2 separate regions of the Muntiacus reevesi genome follow, and region 2 is linked to region 1. The links are chromatin contacts, called in public Hi-C maps. All regions are on one chromosome and are shown on one strand. The core of a region is the stretch at or near the end of the contact, and the rest is flanking DNA. Distances in the headings are between cores, read along the strand shown. Region 1 holds the start of TOR3A (torsin family 3 member A). Region 2 holds the start of LOC136168707 (tRNA N(3)-methylcytidine methyltransferase METTL2-like).

Region 1 (2,794 bases), core at 199-2,698:
CGGGCAGCAGGTGGGGAGGTTGTCTATTGCAAAGCTAGGTTTCATCCAGATGAACTTAGTAAAGGTGCTATGTGCCCGTTTGCTCTTTGAAAGTCTTTGCTAAAATGCATATTTTGATTGAGTAGGTTTGGGGCCTGAGTTTGCATTTCTAACAAGCTTCAGGGCAGTGCCAAAGCCAGTGGTTCTTCGGCTATTCTAGGGTAGGATTGAGTTTGCTTGGTAAGGAAACACAGCTGCCTGTAGTTTTTACCAGAGCCACTAGAGGTCTCCATCATCCATGAGATGTTGCTCCTAGCTTTACAACCAGGGATCTCCAAGCACTGAGAATGAAATAGCAAATTTAACTGAAAATAGAGGCTTATCTGCAAACTGGTGTTTGGATTCATTGTTTCTACCTGAGACTGACTTTGGATGAAAAAAAAAGCTGAGTCCCTAAAAAGGGAAAAGATGTCTTGAAATCAAATTGTCCAAGAACTTTCAAGCGACCTGCTTTATTTATACTGTGAAATGTAAAATCAAAATCCAATCTCAAATATTATCAGTTAACCCTCCATGAAAGTTACCAGTAGAGAATTATTTCCACAGTCTTAAAACTTGAATTTTTTTTAAAGAAACCAGGGTAAATACCAGTCATTTTATCAGCATGAATTCACCAGTTTCTTCCTAGGACAAGATGGCTCTTAGGTCAGTGGCTTCAATAACTCAGGTGATCTTTGAAAAAAAAAATGCAGTAAGTACTTGGGGAATCTAGCAAGCTTGTTACATGCTCATATTATGGAGAAAAGAGGCCCAGAGGTCTTCTGCCAGCGGTGTCTTGAGAAGCTGTTCAGTCACAAGCATTTAAAAGTTGCAAATTTAAGCCCAGAAAGTGCATTCAATACTTTCAACAGGCTGTGATTACATGGACGTGAGACCTCGTGATTTTTCCATGACTCTCGGGGAGTTTCCAAAATCGAAATATCTCCAGTCGAGTCCATTAGCTTGCTTCCCCAGCTGTGAAAACCTGCTGATTGCTTGCTGCTCTGTTTCATTTCCCTCTGTCGCGAAGCCAGGCCCAGGGCTGACTTCCCCTGGCTAAGTCAAGCTCCCGGTGAGATGGTTGCCCGGTTTCATCTAACAGGTTGGTAGGAAGTTGATCTGCAGACACGCGACAGGGCACCAGTGGGTACCCGTATTTCGTAGCCCTCAGGTGAGCCACCGGAGCCGAACGAAAGAAAGTAACTGGGTGATTGACAGTGGCCATTTCAAGGCCTGACTTCAACTTCTTTGCAACCACGATCACCCAGAATAGACTGCTGCCTGGCCGCGAGGCCCCAGTCGGCTGGGCGGCGCCTGCAAGTGGCCTCGGGTTGCAGTCTCAAGAACCATTCGGTTTCGGTTCGGGCGAGGGAAACGAGCTCGGCCCGCCTGCGGTTCCCATAGCAACGCCAATCCCTGGCCAATCCGGGCCTCGGAAGTGCGGGCGCCCGCCGTCAGGCCCGGACCCTGAAAGGGCCGGGAAGGCCCAGCGGCGGAGGGACCTGCTGCCGGCCTGGCCATGCTTGGGGGCACAGAGCGTCTGCTCTGGCTCCTGCTTCTGTCGCTGCTGCTGCCGCCCCCGAGTGCGTGGGGACAAGGCGGCCAGGCGAGGCCGAGGGAGGGGACCGAGGAGGCGGGCTCGGCCGGGGCTTGGCTGGCCTTTCAGGGCCTGCGGGAGCGACTGAGGGCGGCCGGCGCGCTCTCCAGACACTACTGGGCTCGCTTCAGCTGCCGCGTTTGGCCTCAGGACTGTGGGGAGGATGAGGAGGCGTCGGCGCGGTCCCCGGGTAAGATCCTGGGCTCTGGAGGGCGGGAGCCGGCAGGCGGGATGCGCGAGGCCCGCTGGGATCCGGACGCGGCGTTCAGAGCCTCGCTCCCGTCTTGGGCCGTCGCGATCGGGGTCACCAGACAAGCGCCTTAGCCGCCGGCTCTGCTGTTCCGCCCAGCCTTTTGGCCGAGCTAAAAGCAGGGCAGCGTCTGCGGAACCGGGAACCCTCATCACTGCCGCCGCCGCTGCCGCCCCCAGCGCTGGCTCTGCGTCCTTGTGCAGACGAGCGGTCCTGGCTGCCCTCCCCGCCGGCTCCTGGCTCCTCCAGACACGGCTTACACTTCCCTGCTGTCTCCGAACCTGCCCTGTCATTATTCCAAGGAGCTGCTCTTGCTCACATTCTTGATGACTTTAAGGAAAACCCCCAGTTGGACACTCCCCACAAGTACCTTGTCCTCCTCCTCTGCTGCTTACAAAAGCCGAAGCTGGGCTACGAGTCCCCCAAACCTGACTTCTGATTTATTCTCTGTCACTGATAAATTGTGAGGCAGGGTTGTAACATAAAGGTCCTGGCCCTGGTGGTCTCTGAGGCTCCTTGCAGTGGATGTCCTTAACTCTAGGCTCTGTGGTGGTAATCCTGCAATGGTGCTAGAAACATCTTTCATTTAAATTAAAAGTTCTTTTTTGGCGGGGAGGGGAGCGGGGCCTCCAGACATGAGGGATCTTAGTTCTCCAACCAGGGATCCAACCTATGCTCCCTGCATTGGAAATACAGAGTCTTAACCACTGGACCACCAAGGGAAGTCCCTAAATCAAAAGTTCTAAGTTCCAGTGAATGTTTTTTTTTTTTTTTTTTTTTCGTTTTTGCCAACGCTCAGTATATTCCAGTTGACATCTGATAGAAGAATGGAGCCTGGCCGGCTACTGTCCATGAGGTCACAACTTAGCGACTGAACAACAGCAGCAAAAGAATTGAGACACTTGGGGTTGGCCGTGATCAAATGATTC
Region 2 (2,794 bases), core at 91-2,590, 260 kb after region 1:
GCTCCTGAACTGCTGCCTCTTCCTGCAGACCGCGGCAGGATCCTTGAAGTATCTTTAATGAACCAGCATAGAATCTGAAGAGGGCATGGGTCTACCTTTTGTGTATGATTATTATCAGTAGGATGGCAGTAGAAGCTGGCTCTTCTGACATTTCACTCATTTAAATTTGCTTTGGTGTCTCTGTGTACTTGTCCCCATATTCTCCTATCCCTTGTACTCTAGTAGGAGGGACAATTTCAGGCAGAATGTCTTCGGGCCTCTTTTATTTGCACTTCTGAGAAGAGCTAGGTAACACAGTTTCATGACATGCAAAAACTTGAAAAATAAGTTCTTAAACCCTGGTTCTCCTCAGAGCAAACCCTTAAACTTTACACACGTGTGTGCTCAGTCGCTCAGTCATGTCTGACTCTTTGCACCCCGTGGACTGCAGCCCACCAGGCTCCTCTGTCCATAGAATTGTCCAGGCAAGAATACTGGAGTGGGTTGCCATTTCCTCCTCCAGGAGATCTTCCAGATCCAGGGATCGCACCCAGGTCTCTTGCGCCTCCTGCATTGGCAGGCAGATTCTCTACCACTGCACCACCATCAAGGAAGTGATCAAATCAGCAAGTTATATTTGTTGTTTTTATATCATTTCTAAAAATATCCAAAGGGTCAACATTTTCCCTGTGAAGATTGTGATCTCCTAATTTTCTGCGTATGGGTTCATTTATCAATTTACTCCCTCCAAAAACACTTACTCCTGCCATGCTCCTTACTGAAATACCACTTAATAGTGAGTTTACAGTTACTAATACTTAGGTAGATTATTTAGTCTTTCTGAGTTCAATTTCTTATTTGTAAAAAGGGAATAATAGACTGACTCCATTTTGTGTACCTCCCGGAGATATAGAAAGCACAATGAGATAATGAATGCAAGAGCACTTGTAAAACCGAACACTGCTCTCACTGCTGTGTAAATATAAGGTGTTTTTACTCAGCTATGGCTCAGTGCTAGAAAAAGTGGCAGAAATTTAGGTTACAGACTGTGTTCTGGGGCTTTGGTGTCATAAGTATTGGTACTTTATTTTATGCCAGTGGACCATGACTTTAATTATTAACATTTAATAAGTAGTAGTTATGAGATATTTGAAGTACTTTGAAAAATTATTATCTCTGTGTGCAGCAATAATCTGACATTAAACTTTTAATGTCAAATGACATCTCAGTAGGAATTTTTAGAAATGTGGAGATCTGTAGAATGGTAAGACAGGATAGTGGCTTCTCTGAAATGTCCTCACACCAGTCCTTGGACCCTGTGAATACATACCTTACATGGCAAGGGTTGCCCTGATTTGGCATTGGCAAGAGACAAGAGGAGAGTGACTATAAAATTAATATGTGTTAGTGACAGATATTGAGGACAAAGGATGGGACAGAATCAATTATGGATGCTGAGATTTTTGATGAGTAGAGTGGTGGTTAGAACTAGTGATTACAGAAGGATGAAAAGTTAGAATGGGGGAGAATTATTTAGTTGTATCTAGATGTAACAAGTATGATAAGGTGAGATTTGATAGCATAGCCAAGGGAGGAAGTGTAGGGAAAGCACAGAGAAATGCGGATAGGATGTTGTGGAAAATTTCCATTTGGTAGGCAGGAGGTCACAGAGATGTCCAAGAAGGAGTGGGTGGGATGAAAGAACCAAGGGAGTCCAGTCATACAGAGGGCAGGAGAGAGGAGAGTGTTTTTAGAAGGTGAGGTGATCAACCCTGGAAAATACCCAGAAGAACAGTGGAAGATGAGAACTGGTGACTTAACTGTAGAAAGTCATCCTCAGCTTTCTGGAGAATGATTTCAGCAGAGAGATGGGAATGAAGTCAGATTTGCAGGGAGATTTTAAGAAGTCTAATGTTGAGCAGAAAGTACGAGGTAGATCAAGGTAACTTGACGACAATGCACAGTCAAAGGATGATTTTTAGAAGAGGAAACAACCTGAGTTATAGGCCGGAGGGAATATTTCAGGAGAAAAGGAAATACACAGAAATTATAATTGATGGAATGAGATCCCCAAGAATGTGGGCAAAGATGAAATGAAGGGCTGAAGTGGAGGAAGTAATCTTGGGGGATAGAATGCATCTTAACCTGAGGCTGAAGGAAAAGAGAAGGAAATTTGAGATGGAGAAAAGGAAGGATGTGGGGGAAAACCCTAATGCCTCAGCCTTCTAAGTAAAGTATGAGGTAAGGAGGCCAGTTTTGTGTCCCTTTTTACCCACTAGAAGGATGTATGTGGGCATTACCCACTTTTATCCAGTAGCCAAACAAAAAACTTATTTTGTAAATTTTTATTTTTTTAATCTTAGGGATATTTCTTTTCTGTACGATGTGAAATATGTTAAAGGAGAGACGAGGGAGAGTGCAGTTTGTCCCCCACGAGCGGACCGCACACTGCAGTCACGTGATGGAGTCATTGTGCCTCATAAGGTAAATAAAGTGTTTGACAACTTCCTCTCCCTCTCTCTACTTAAAAAAAAAAATCCTCAGAATATAAAGCCACGTCAAACTTAACGGCCTGCATTGTTTAGGCTTTCTAATTTTTTCATGGCGCTTTCTAATTTTTTCTAGGAAAGGGAATTTACTAGGAGAAGATCAAGTGTATCTTAAGCAGTTTTCCAAACTACAGCTATTTAATCTTGAAAATACAGTATAGGAGCCTAGATTTTTTTTTTTCAAAGGAAACCCACAGTTTAAAGTTGTAGAGTACTTGACAGTAACACGATGTCATAAATCAACTATATTTCAATTTAAGAAAAAG

What was found. A called contact is a pair of places that touch in the nucleus more often than the background predicts.
Region 2: a contact with region 1 is called in a Hi-C map of muscle, with 16 times the contacts expected there. The contact joins the promoter of LOC136168707 here to the promoter of TOR3A in region 1. A contact is called at or near these places in 2 of 3 Hi-C or Micro-C datasets (blood and muscle).

Annotation. Positions count from the first base shown.
Region 1 is chr5:105,927,682-105,930,475 of mMunRee1.1, forward strand. TOR3A (torsin family 3 member A) reads left to right here and starts at 1,449. Exons shown (of 6, transcript XM_065936128.1): 1 at 1,449-1,805. The coding sequence starts at 1,538.
Region 2 is chr5:106,192,669-106,195,462 of mMunRee1.1, forward strand. LOC136168707 (tRNA N(3)-methylcytidine methyltransferase METTL2-like) reads right to left here and starts at 1,341. Exons shown (of 3, transcript XM_065936413.1): 1 at 1,310-1,341; 2 at 1-52. The coding sequence starts at 1,341. AXDND1 (axonemal dynein light chain domain containing 1) reads left to right here. Exons shown (of 25, transcript XM_065937172.1): 4 at 2,343-2,463.